Regions from separate parts of the Sus scrofa genome. Here region 2 is linked to region 1. Evidence: chromatin contacts called from public targeted proximity ligation data. All regions are on one chromosome and are shown on one strand. The core of a region is the stretch at or near the end of the contact, and the rest is flanking DNA. Distances in the headings are between cores, read along the strand shown. Region 1 overlaps EML4 (echinoderm microtubule-associated protein-like 4). Region 2 has its middle 50 kb from the start of PKDCC.

Region 1 (7,012 bases), core at 1,926-4,425:
TGATTTTCAAAACCTTGCTCTAAAGACACTTTCTCATACAACTTTTAGGAATGTCTTTATCTTATCTGTTGATTTTCAAATTCCCTAATTTTCCCTAGGGTATACGGCACTCTATATCTTATTTATGTAATCTATAATATAATAAATAATAGCATAAGAAGAAACAAGGTAGCAAGAAATGAGGCAAGGAAAGACTCTTAATCCACATTAGATTCCTTAAAAGGGATGAGACTGTTAAGCTAGTAAGTTGGACCCCGTAGCCCATGCTAAGAGTTTAACACACAGAAATTGAAAACAACAAAAAGTTTTTAAGCTGGGGAGTGACAACAAAAATACTGTATTGAAAGAATAATCCGGTGGTCATATGCATAATAAATGAGAGTAGGAAAGATCAAATGCTAAGACATGGAGTTCCTGTCGTGGCTCAGTGGTTAACAAATCCAACTAGGAACCATGAGGTTGTGGGTTCCATCCCTGGCCTTGCTCAGTGGGTTAAGGATTGGGCCTTGCCAAGCTGTGGTGTAGGTCGAAGACGCAGCTCAGATTCTGTGTTGCCGTGAGCTATGGTGAGGGTTGCAGATGCAGCTCGGATCCTGCGTTGCTGTGGCTCTGGCGTAGGCCAGTGGGTGGCTACAGCTCCAATTAGACCCCTAGCCTGGGAACCTCCATGTGCCTCGGGTGCGGCCCTAGAAAAGGAAAAAAGACAAAAAAAAAAAAAAAAAAAAAAAAAAAAAAAAAAAAAAAAGCTAAGACATTAATTTCTAGACATTAAAAGAATTTCCTACAGTGGGTCAGAACACTTAAAACTACACCAATGGTTTTCAAACTACTGAAACAACTTTTTTGTTTGTTGTGACAGAGTTACACTCCGGTGAGTCCCACCCCAAAATCATCTAACATCATCTTATAGGTGCTACCACTAAACAACTGCTCAGAACACACCAAAAGAGCCCAAACCTCTTTAAGCACCAAAGTAGGTGTTAAAGTCCGGAAAGAAAGAAGGCCAGAAGGTAAAAGAGGTGACCTCATATTGGTCACACAACCCACTGTTTGCCTATACCATTACCACCACCCACAAACAGCTGTCTGGAGAGCTCCACAGCATCCTGGGAATTCTCCATAGTAACTCAATAGGGGTCTTGAATCCAGGTTAATAAACGCTGACATATAGTAACTAACATGGAGGGGGGGGGAGATTTTATAAAAACACAATTTTTTCCATAAGGAAAAAATATTACAACTGAAAGATACACATCCAAACATAAAAGTACTATAGTAAACAACAAAACCTTAAATATGAAACAAAAAGACAAATTAAGAATCTGAGACTGGATATCTAAGAAGTGTATATATACTATTCCAAAACTATCACATGATCAGATACAGTGACTAAGATTTATGATAACAAAGCAGCCTTAGCACAATTGTCAATGCTATACCTACCTGTTTATGCATCCCCAAAACTACTTTTCTCTAAGCTTATCTGACACAACCAAAATCCACACAGGCTACATTACCATCTATTCTATGAAAAAAAGATAGTATGTTTGTAAGTAACAATGCAGACTCACTGTTTATGCAGGAGTCAATAAGATCCTAAAAGTGAATAATGTCATGAAAATTGTTTACTATCTATCTCTCTTCCCTATAAGTTTCAGTAGGAATTTTTGTTTCTTTTGTTCACTGATATATTCCCAGTATGAAAGAAATTCCTTGCATCCAGCACTTGCTGAATATATACTTGCTGCATTATTAGATTTTCGTACTGGGAGTAACAGTTCATTTCAGCCACCAAAAGGCTGTCAGGAAAATTACTGTAATCACCATCCTCATACAAAGAGTTGTAATAACAGGTTCAGTTTTATTCAATCTACTTAAAAGTTACTCTTGAGGGTATTTTTTAAAACGGAAACTAACATTTTTTTTTTTTTGCCATTTAGTTATCACAGTTAATTTATATAAAGTATATAACACAGTTCCTGAAATCATAACTGAATAAATGTTAGTGCCTTTGCTTTGTCACTCTTTCAGAAAGTTATCCATGGGAACCTATTTCTTGAAATGTAGTCTATAAACTACTACATCCATGATTATTTCCTAAAGCAAGAATATTGAAGACCATAGACCAAATTACAGGACTCATACTCCAACAAAGGTACAGAAAAAGCAAGTATCTTAGAAAAGTACCACTTACACAGGTAACAGAGAGAGGACAGAAGTTAAAATGAATTCACTGATTTAAATTAGGATGACACCAGGAGGGCAAAGCTGACAATATTCTCTGAAGGCTTCAACTGCAACCAAAGTGAGCTTTATTGGTAGTTTTCTCAGGTGTATGAGAATAGGGGAAAAAAAAAGTAAATGTCATTTCTTTAAGCCATTTCCAAGAACTGGAGGATTACTGTGACCTGACCTCTATTTTTCTGCTTATACCTTGAAATAACATAAAAGGCTGGATAGTGGACTTTAAGATAGCCTTTTCCTTTGTTTCCAAAGCTTTCTATACTTTAACATCACAATTCTTATTACTCTGTATTTTAAAGGCCAACATCATAAGCTCCATAAGGACTATGTTTATAGCTGGAAGAATGCTGAGCCCATACCAAGCATTCAATAAATATTTCCTGAATAAATACTGCCTGAATACCCCACAGAATTATAAGCTTCATGAAAGTAGGGATTTTGAGTGTCTCATTCACCAATTTCCACTGCACTTAGCACAAATCGTGATTCAAGGAAGCTAATCAAAACCTATTAAATTAATGAATGTGTTTTCTGAAAAGGAAAACAGGAAAAAACAAGTGGACCATATGGGACTCAAACCTATAACCTGAGCCCCAGGATAGTATGCACTAAAAAACCAAGGAGTTTTACAGTGCTAAAGTTTCAGTGTGCATATAATCATTAAATTCCACTCACGAGCCTTCACAAAAATTTCAAGAAAAGAAGTCAAATATTGATACTTTCTCTGTCATTCTCTTTACTCTAAACTTTGTTTCCCAATACCCTATCTCAAATGATCCAAGGTAACAGATCCTAAAAATCAAGAAAATGTTGTTTGTGCCAAACACACATCCACACTAATTATAATTGGAGAGGATTAGACATAAGATGAATGCCAAGAGGTACTCAAAGCAGTCAAAGAAAATCAAAGGCTATGCCCTATCTAATCTCAAAACAGGATATCCTTCAAAGTTTTTTTAAAAAACAAACAAAAAACCCCTCCCACTCACTCAAAAACAGAAGTCAGTTATGACATTTTTCTGGAACAAATGGCTCAAAGAAAAACAAATTTTTTCATTTGCTCTGATGTGTCACTTAAAGATCAGCATTCTACTGTCACTTAATGATCAGTGTAAGCAGTTGTTCAAGACCAATATGCGAGAGTAAAAAAATGATTTAAAGAAAAATGTCAGCTATCAAAACTAAATAGAGTTTTATTTGAAAACAGAAAGTCATCTCAAATTTAGGAAGACGTCAACTTTGCAAAGTTAGAAAAAGTACATTATCTGGAAAAAATTTTAAAAAGAAAAGCGTGCGTTATTATGGAATATGACAATAACATAGCATAATTTGACTCTAACATACTAACACATCACTGATCCTGAGATTTATCCTAAAAGATAAAAACAAAAGAAACAAAAAAAGATAATCTTTTTATTTATTTATTTTATTTTGTCTTTTTAGGGCCGCACCCACAGCATATGGAGGTTCCCAGGCCAGGGGTTGAATCGGAGCTACAGCTGCCGGCACACACCACAGCCACAGCAACCTACCCCACAGCCACAGCAATTCAGGATCTGAGCCGCCTCTGCAACATACACCACAGCTCACGCAACGCTGGATCCTTAACCCACTAAACGGTGCCAGGGATCAAACCTGCATCCTCATGGATACTAGTCGGGTTCATTAACCACTAAGCCATGACGGGAACTCCGAAAAAAGATAATCTTAACAAAAGAAAATACAGGGAGCATAAAAGGTTTATAATTTAAATTATATACAAATCATCAGGCTGTGAACTAAAAGCTCAGGTATTTTATTAAGAGACATTCAGAAGTCTATTACTTTATTTTGAGGAACATCTGGTATTACGTTACTCATATATTACCAACATTAGCAATACTTACTGCGTATGATCCTATCCCTGTTAGGTACTACATTATACAATTTAAATTGGCATAGGCCTTGATCTCTGGGTTCTTTTTTGAGATCCAAAACAATTCTTATATAAGTCAAACCAGCTTTGTTATCGGGTTTCCTAGCCTACAGCCAATTTAAAATGGGAAATCAAAAGAAAGGCTAGACTAGAAACAATAACCAATCCAGTAACAATGAGCATCTCCAGAGCTTAGAGTACCATTTCCTGCCAAAAGGAACCACAACTTCTTAGACAAATAGCTGATTGCAGAATTGGAGCTGGAAGTGTAAAAGAAAAGTTTGAACACCTCATCACATCAAAAAGCAAGGAAGATGGATTTCCTATCATGGCTCAGCAGAAACCAATCTAACTAGCATCCATGAGGATGCAGGTTCAATCTCTAGCCTCACTCAGTAGGTTAAAGAGCCGGCTTTGCAGTGAGCTGTGGTGTAGGTGGCAGATGAGCCTTGAATTTGATATTGCTATGGCTGTGCCATAGGCCCGTGGCTACAGCTCCAATTCAACCCCTAGCCTGGGAACCTCCATATGCTGTGGGTGTCGCCCTAAAAAGAAATAAAAACAAACAAACAAAAAAACAAGGAAGCTAACAGAGCACTAGGACTAGGTCAAAGATGGGAAAATCTAAGCATCAAAATTTAGAAGAATAAAGGTAGCAGATCAAAATACATCAAAAATATAAAAATCTGTAAGTTTCAATTTAAAGGATAAACAAGAAACATGTTTAAAAAACATCAAAGGATGCAGTCAGTACTTGTGTTAAATGTTACAGGACAAAACTTTAACAAATTGCAAAAGAACAAAGGGAAGGGAAATGTAGAGATTAGAAGCCTTAAGAGACAGCAACCAAGTGCAATGTATATGGAGTTCCCGTGGTGGCGCAGTGGTTAACGAATCCGACTAGGAACCATGAGGTTGCGGGTTCGGTCCCTGCCCTTGCTCAGTGGGTTAATGATCCGACGTTGCCGTGAGCTGTGGTGTAGGTCACAGATGTGGCTCGGATCCTGCGTTGCTGTGGCTCTGGCGTAGGCCGGTGGCTAAAGCCCCGACTCGACCCCTAGCCTGGGAACCTCCATATGCCGCGGGAGCGGCCCAAGAAATAGCAACAACAACAAAAAAGACAAGTGCAATGTATGAATCTTGTTTAAACCTTAAACAAATCACTGTAAAATGACACTTAGATCAGGGATATTTGACTGGATATTTGCTATTAAGAAATTACTGTCCAATTTTAAGTCTAATTAATAATAATTAGAGTCCTTTCAAGAGATATAAACTCAAATATTATGGGTGAGATTTTTGAAAATAATAAAATGAGAAGGAAGGGTAGAGTACACTGACACTAGGTGACAAACGATAGCAAGGAAGACAGTTATAACTGTCTAGAGTCATTCAGTGTATGGAGCACACAGCCCTACACAAATTGCTCTAGGAGGCACCACTGCTATTACAGCGCAGAACAATGTCTAATGCTCATAATAAGCACCATCAGTCATCAATTTAACGTTAAGTTAAATTATGTTCTATATACACAGCTAAAGCAGATGTCCAAATAATGGAATACTATAAAGTTTATATATATACTTGCTGAGAAAGAAAGTTGGTCACAATATTATAAGGGGAAAAAAAAGTTGATTTTGCTGCTTAAATATATTTTCTCTAACCCAACCCCTCCAACACACACACCACCTAAGAGTATGTTGCTCTAAGATAACTGTTGATTGTTTAAATATAGTAACAGAATAAGAACAAACATAATCCTGAATGTCTTCCCACTCAGCAAATACCTTCAAGCTAATTTATGTTAATGGTCTAGTTCTTGTGTTTAACATAATGTTTAAGCATGAGATAAACTATTATGCAGCTACAAAATTATAAGAACTGTAAAGAATGTTCACTAACTTACAGTGACTTAATTCAAAATCTCACCTGAACCTTACTTTAAAAAAAAAAGGCTAGTTATTAGAAGCTGAATTGTACACCTGAATCACCTCATTGTGTCAAAAAGCAAGAGAGTCTTCAAAGAGTGATGGGAATATGTCAAAAGAATACAGAAGCCGGCATGAATGGTACTTACTAGCCAAAATGGGGCCAATTTGACCATCAAAATAAACAGTAATGGATTATAACCCACAGGAAAAAAATAAGGTATCTGAGGCCACACAGATATAAAGAAACCAATAAACTGAAGGTGTGATGAAGAACAGAATATTTACAAAGTTTCGAAGCACCACCTATAAAATACAAAGTTTTTTTAAAAAAGTAATTCTACAGTGGAAAGGTCTGCTAGACAGCACCTCAATTGAATGGTCAAAATGATCATTACTGGCAATGGGACAAATCAAAATTGTGTGCTACCTGTTAGGATGCAATAAGACAAAACCTTCACCTCTGTGGCTCTTGTGCCAAAAATATATAACTTGAATCTAATCAGTAGGCAACATCAAATTTAGGGACATTGTACAAAATAACTGGCCTGTAATCTTGCAAAGCATAAAGTCATGAAACCCAAGAAAAGATTAAGGAACTCTGCTAGACTGAAAGAGACTAAAGAGACATGACAACTAAATGCAATACTTGATTCTGAACTGGATCCTTTTTTCTAAAAGACATTATTTAAACAATTAGCAGAACTTGAGTGAATCTGAGGGTTAGTAATGTATCCACATTAATTCCCTAATTCTCTTCTTTATGTGGTATGGTTACACAGAAGAATGTTCTTGTTTATAGGGTATACACACTTAAATGATAGCAGGCGATGGGTATCAATTCCACAACTTAATTCTCAAATGGTTTTGAGCACAAAGAAGAACCCCACCACCTCCGAGGGAAAATAAAGGCAGGAAATGTATG
Region 2 (7,012 bases), core at 2,262-4,761, 77 kb after region 1:
AGCCAGACCCATTCCTTTGGGCTCGCTCATAGCCTGAGTCGGCAGCCTTCTAATCACCTCCAGGGTTTGCTTCTGGACATTCCCCAAGGCTCTGCCAGAAGGAGGTTTGAGGAAGGCAGCCCAGGATGCTAATAGAAGCGTGGTGTTTGCTAAGTTAAATAAGAGGATGAGCTCCTGGGAAACAGGTGATGTTCTGACGTCCATGTCAGCTGTTCAAACACCAGTTTCTCACCCTGTGGTCTTTGAGGACTTGAAAAATCCTCTCTGGTATGGCCTGATGCCTTGTCTGGGGGAGCCCCGCTTTCTCTCCTCACCTTACTTTAACTTACCTCAATTATTCTTCCTTAACTAGCTCTCAAGAAAAGATATCCAAACTGGAACGTAACTAGTTAGACTCCACAGTTACCTCTTCTAGTGAATAACTGCATTTTCGTGAGGGAGGTAGGGGTCAGTGAATTCAAATGCCAATGGGCCAAGCAGGAGGGTGGGTAGAGGACAAGATGGGAGGGCTGAGACTATGGTGACCCGTGCAGTGCGGCTCAGACCTTAAGACTGGGGAGGAGAAGCTAAGAAAAAAAAAAATCCAGGTATTTCTGTGCAATCTTCCAATTTTAAATGTTTGATAACTAACTCAGCTTGTAAAAAAAATGCTGGGAAAGCCAGACAAAATATATCTTTGGGTCACTTTGGCCCATGGCCCAAGGTGAGATACCAGAGACCTGTGTGAATTTAAGCACACATCTGGCTCTGTGTTAAGCACAGTGGTTCTTTTAGGCTTTTTTTTTTTTTTTTCCTTAATTTTTTTTTGCTTTTTAGGGTCGCACCGGTGGTATACGGAGGTTCCCAGGCTAGGGGTCAAATCTTAGCTGTAGGTGCCAGCCTATGCCAAAGCCACAGCAATGCCAGATCCGAGCTTCGTCTGCTACCAACACCACAGCCTATGGCAATGCTGGATCCTTAACCCACTGAGTGGGGCCAGGGATCGAACCTGCATCCTCACGGATACTATTCGGGTTCATTACTGCTGAGCCACAATGGGAATGCCTATGCTTGGTTTTTAATAAGGAGGCCACTTGGGTCTCCATGTGGTCCTGAAATCACACAGGAAGGGCTGACCTTGGTGACTACATCTAGTCTCTTTGGGGTCCTCCCCTATGGACAGCTTGTTCCTCTACACTCTGGGGTCCTGGAGTAGGTTGCCTGGCCCCTTAGGAAAGCCATCAAGTTCAATGATGTTCAACCACTCAGGTCTGTTAGAGAAAGGTGAGTGTTACAGCCACGTCTTCCTCACTGTGACAGGCGGCTGAAGGCTGAAATGGAGTCACTTCCATCTCTGGGCAGGGAGACCATTAGAGTTGATTACCTCACAGCAGAGATTCCACATGTGACCCCTGGGGTCAGATCCCTGGGTTCAAAACTCTCCTCTGCTAGTTAATTAGCCTCTCTGGCTCAGTTTCCCCATCAGAAAAATGGGAACTTAATAGTAGATTCTAAGTAGGATTCTGTGAGATGAACAGCCAAGTACTTCCTTAGCACAGTGACTGAAGAGTAAGCTCCCGCATTGGAAGAGAGATATGATTTCATTTTTAAAACAGGGATAGACTTAGCATTTAGGTTAAGCTTATTTTTACAGCCACGTTTGAAAACTGGTGGTTCGGATTGGTTTCACTCATTGCCTCCAAACCTGCCTTGCTCTTGCCACACTCTCCTGGAGGCATCAGATCTCTGAGTTTCCTGGGGACAATTTCCGTGTCTGAGTCCATTAGCCCTAGGCAATGGAACTTCATTAAGGGGAGTCTTTTTGTGTCCAAGGGGCTCCTTTTCCCAAGCTGTACCCTACCAAGTCCCCAGGCTCAGTAGACTGGCTCAGAAAGTCTCACTGAGCTCCTGGGAACCAGCCTGCTGGGAAAGCAACTCCCTTGTCTAGTGGGGCCATATGCCCTCTTCCCATGTGCATACGCCCAGCTTTTTCTCTCCCCTCTTTTATATTTGCTCTGCCTCCAGTCTGTTCCCCACCGCCCCACCCCCACAACGAAAAGTGCTATCAAAATTGTATTTATTTATTTATTTATTTATTGTCTTTTTGCCATTTCTTGGGCCGCTCCCACGGCATATGGAGGTTCCCAGGCCAGGGGTCGAATCGGAGCTGTAGCTGCCAGCCTGCGCCAGAGCCACAGCAACATGGGATCCGAGCCACATCTGCGACCTACACCACAGCTCATGGCAACGCCGGATCGTTAACCCACTGAGCAAGGGCAGGGATGGAACCCGCAACCTCGTGGTTCCTAGTCGGATTCATTAACCACTGCACCACGACGGGAACTCCATTATCAAAAATTTAGAATCAAGAGTTCCTGTCCTGGTGCAGCCGAAACGAATCCGACTACGAACCATGGGGTTATGGGTTCGATCCTTGGGCTTGCTCAGGGGGTTAAGGATCCGGCGTTGCCGTGAGCTGTGGGGTAGGTTGCAGAGGTGGCTGGGATCCCACGTTGCTGTGGCTGTGGCCTAGGCCAGCAGCTGTAGCTCAGATCGGACCCCTAGCTTGGGAACCTCCATATGCCACGGGTGTGGCCCTAAAAAGACAAAAGACCAAAAAAAAAAAAAAAGTGATTTAGTTTGTTGCCTTCCAACCAATGGCAGCATCCATCATCCATCTTGAGAGAGTCAGACAAAAGCCACAACGTGGGGTCCCGGAAAAAGCCTTTTAAAAGTACCAGGGGAGGGAGGGCACAGCCTGGCCTGCGATTGGGAGCTAGGGAGGTTTATCTCTAGTAGAGAGAAAACCCTCAGCCTAGGCACTCAGGGGGTCTTGGGAGAGGAAAGAGAAGCCAGGCCTCTGATACAGAAGAAGCCTACCCCTCCCACTTCGGGGAGAGCAGCCCGCAGCGCAGCGGTGGCCGGAAGTGCTGGGCTCTGGGGAGGCTGAGTGGGGAGGGGCTGCCTGAGAGCGGGGTCTCCCTGCTGGCCTGGGATATTTATAGCACCTGTGTTTCTAGACCTGTCTCCACCTGGATTTGTACGGTCTGCGGCTGCAGCGTGTGTGGGGAACGAGGCGGGCACATTTTGCTGCAAGGGCCAATTCTCGGCCTTGGGACTCTCTAGCTGGAAGGGAAGTTACAAAATCAAAACAAGGGGCCATCTGGGGGAACACCAAGGCAGAGCGGCGCTGCTGTGCTGCGTCTGCAAAGCAGTCGGCGGTGAAACCCGGGGCTTTCCAGCCCCACCTAGTGTTGCATTTACCGCAGCCGTGGGCGTGGGTGAGGCAGGTGTGGGCGGCGGGGGAAGTGGATCCCACCCTGCCAGTCTCCAGGCGGCTCTGGCTTTCCCTTTCCCGCTGTTCCTCCAAAGAGTTAAAGGCTGGAAGAATGTTCGCTCTCCTTGGGGAATCTCACTTTGAAAGAGGAGCCCAGAGAGCACGTGGTGGCCCATCCTCTGTTCAGACCAGCACGGAGAGTCCAAGTCTGCGGCCCCACCATCTAGGTCCGCACCCTCAACTTCTCCTAATCACTACATGCCTGGTTGCTCTCAGACTGCGATGACATCATCTAAAAAAATGAAATAACTGTCCTTTGGGCTTTTCAAGGACCTAGAGGGCAAAGAGTCCCGAGGAAGAGTCCAACGCCGGTCCTTGAGGCAGCCATCCACTGTGCCTACCCCTAAAGCTGCCCTGACGACTCCACCGCCACTTATACTGGTGTAGAGGCCCTGGGCAGGCTGGGCCGAAGATCCAGGAAAGTTAACGATGGCAGCCGCAGATACCCAGAGAATCGAAAACATCATTGACATTACTCTTCTCTTTTAACCTCAGGGCGGCACAAATGAGGCGGCATTATTGTTAGGGTGACCATTTCACAGGTGGAGAAACTGAGGCTTAGAAAGGCTAAGGGATGTGCCCCAAGGTGACGTAGCAAGGGCCACCGTCAGTTTCAAACTCTGATTCTGGGGACCCGCAGGGGGTCGCGGCGGCTGGGACCACGGAGAAGAGAGGGCGGGCGCGGGGCCGGAGCAGTTCCGGCGGTGGCGGCAGCCGAGCGAGGAGGAGCTGGGGCCCAGGGACACCGCGCAAGCCCGGGGCCGCTGCAAGCCAACGGCTGGTTTGGTGGCCCGGGACGAGAGGTGGCCGGCCGGGGATCCGGAGCAGGACGGCGAGGCTGAGGCAGCTGCCAGACACGGCTGGTGACTGGCCCGCGCCGCCGGCCCCCACCTCCGGGCCGCGCTGCGGTCGGGCAGCGAGCAGGCCACATACCGCGCGGCGCAGAGGAAATGGCTGGAATTCCTCCCGCGGCGCCTCGCTCGGGCCTCGGGGCGGGCGGGGCGCTGGCCAGGGCTGCCCGGGCTCCCAGCCTCGGGCACGGAGAGGGAGTCCTCCCTTGGGAGCGCCGCCGCCACTCACTGCCAGCATCGGAGCTCCCAGGGCACGTGAAAGGGCGTAGGCTCGTCCCCGGCAGAGACTCCCGCGTCCTGCCCAAGTCTCCTGCCCCCTTAACCTGTCTGTGGCTCAGGTTATCTGGGCTGCCCATCTGGGGGAGAGGTCCTGCCCCCTCCCCGCTGATCTGGCATCAGGCCGCAGGCTCTGGGGCTGCACTACACGCGCAGCACGCAGCACGCGAGCGGCGCCGCAGAGCGGGAGCCTGCTGCTCCAGGCAGTGAGGCCTCTGCAAGGTCCAGCCTACGCTTTTTGGAAAGCCCTGGCCACGGATATCTCCAAATGTTCTAGGCTATTTAAATGTTTGTTAAGTGAATGAATGAGAATTGGGCAGCACAGTACAAACAGAAGCAGAGACCAAAGGAAAAGCAGAGCAAATGGAGATCCTGCTAGAAAGCCTTTGCTTCCGGCAGACGCAGAGAACGCACTTGTCTACGCCTGTCCGGCCTTTCTCGCCTCCCACCCCAAGGCAAGTCCAGGCCAGAGCGCCCTGTACTATTACTTCCCCGAGACCGCTTTGACCGTCACACCTTGATCCTAACCTTAATCCCAGGGCCCATTCTCACGCTCTTTCCCTGGTTTTAGGCTCTGAGTTTGCTTGAGTGATAAACGCCCTTTTCCCGCTCCTACCTTCCCCCACCTCCACATACTTCCCACCCTGGCCCACCTCCTTTCTCCACAGAGGGCTCAGGAGGGTCTGATTCCAGAAGTGCGGCTGTCCACCCATTCCGAATGGGACTGGGTCACAGAGGGTGGTGCCCTGGGACCAGGATGGCGCTGGCTATGTCTGCTCCCCACCCTGCCCTCCCTTCTGTTTCAGGTTGGAACAGGGCAGCGTCATGGTTTCTCAAACTGATCCACATCTCTGAGTCCCAAGTTATCAGCTTAAACTTCCACCCTCTCTAGGGGCTTCTGAGTAGCCAGACCTAAACCTGGGGAGGGACTCTCCTGCAAGGCCCTGGCAGGTATTAGGAGGCCAGAGGCAGGCCTGTCTTAATGCACTTGCCTCTCCTCAGGCAGGCCTGGGGTGGGGGGCGGGGGAGCTGAGGGGAGGAGGGTGGAATTGGAGAGGGGCAGGGAAGGAGGTGTCATTTCCAAGCCTGCCCCTGGACACTTGCCCATGAGGAGCAGGCTCAGGAGGCCTTGGCAGTCCCTTCATACAGACACAGGCAGACAGAAACACAGACAGCTCACAGTGATAGTCTTGGTTCTGGGAATTTTGGAAATCAAAACCCCTACATTTTTCACAAGAAAAAGGAACAGATTTTGGCATCTTTGTTCCAGAAACAGGAACTGACCAAGACAGTGACCTCTGATGATCACTTCCTCATCTTGGTGTTCAGAAGCTGGCGGGTTCCCTCAGCCCTTCTATTTTCTTCTCTAGGCAGGAGCCCCAGTGTTTTAGGGGAGGGAACGGAAAGGAAAGGAGAAAAGCATAGCAGAGGGGAGGGAGGCAAGGAGGGGAGATATTTTATTTTCATTTTATTTATTTATACATTTATCTATCTTTTTAGGGCCACACCCTCAGCATATGGAGGTTCCCAGGCCAGGGGTCGAATCGGAGCTATAGCCGCCGCCTTACATCACAGCCATACCAATACCAGATCTGAGCCATGTCTGCGACCTACACCACAGCTCATGGCAACACCTGGATCCTTACTGCATTGAGTGAAGCCAGGGATCGAACCTGCGTCCTCATGGATCCTAATCAGATTCATTTCCGCTAAGCCAAGATGGGAACTCCTATTTTATTTTTTAATTAAAAATTTTTTTCCTGTTTCTTTTTACGGCTGCACCTGCGGCAAATTGGAGCTTTAGCTGTCGGCCTATGCCACAGCCACAGCAATGCCAGCTCTGAGGTACATCTGTGACCTGTGTGCCAGCTTGCGACAACGCCAGATCCTTAACTCACTGAGCAAGGCCAGGAATTGAACCTGTATCCTCATAGAGACAACGTCAGATTCTTAACCCACTGAACCACAACAGAAACTCCCAGGAGGGGAAATGTTTTTCAAGTGTGCCCTTGAGGATTGAGGAAGCCGGGAGCCTGATGAAGATGGGTTTGGGGTTAGGGCCAGAGGGCACTCATTGGGTGCCCAGTGTAGCTGTTATTTCCATCTCCTGGAAAGAAAACTCACATTGTCTGTCCCTAGACTCTCCCTGGTGGTCTAGTGGTTAGGATTCGGTTCTGTGGACCTGTGTCTCATAGCACTGAAGTACAGCAGACAACCTTAGCCGTATCACCTCCTCTGCATTTACTGAACCCTCACTGCATGTGAAACAAGTTGCTAGATACCAGATGAATAAGAGGGAGACTTTTCCCTTGCAGAGCTTAGAGTTGAATAGGAGGAACTGGCATTCAAAAAATAAAGCATTCAGGTAATGAAGCTGACAAAAGCAATGGCTAAGAGAGGCCACATCAGGTTGGGGTGGCATTTGAAACGTCTTAGGAAGAGGTAACATTTGAAGTGGGCCTTGAGAGGCAGATGGGCATTTGTCGGGTGGAGATGGGGAAGGAGGTCCTTTCCAGGGCAGAGGAAGCTCAGCAGTAAAGGTGCAGGGGAGGGAAAGTGCGAGCATATC

What was found.
Region 2: a contact with region 1 is called in a targeted proximity ligation map of alveolar macrophages. A contact is called at or near these places in 1 of 5 promoter capture datasets (liver), 3 of 47 Hi-C or Micro-C datasets (blood and liver) and 1 of 2 datasets of targeted methods (alveolar macrophages).

What each region holds. Positions count from the first base shown.
Region 1 is chr3:98,138,901-98,145,912 of Sscrofa11.1, forward strand. The region is part of intron 1 of EML4 (echinoderm microtubule-associated protein-like 4); the gene reads right to left. Among named protein-coding and RNA genes, the nearest start is that of EML4, 13 kb to the right of the region's middle.
Region 2 is chr3:98,215,085-98,222,096 of Sscrofa11.1, forward strand. No RefSeq gene overlaps it. Among named protein-coding and RNA genes, the nearest start is that of PKDCC, 50 kb to the right of the region's middle.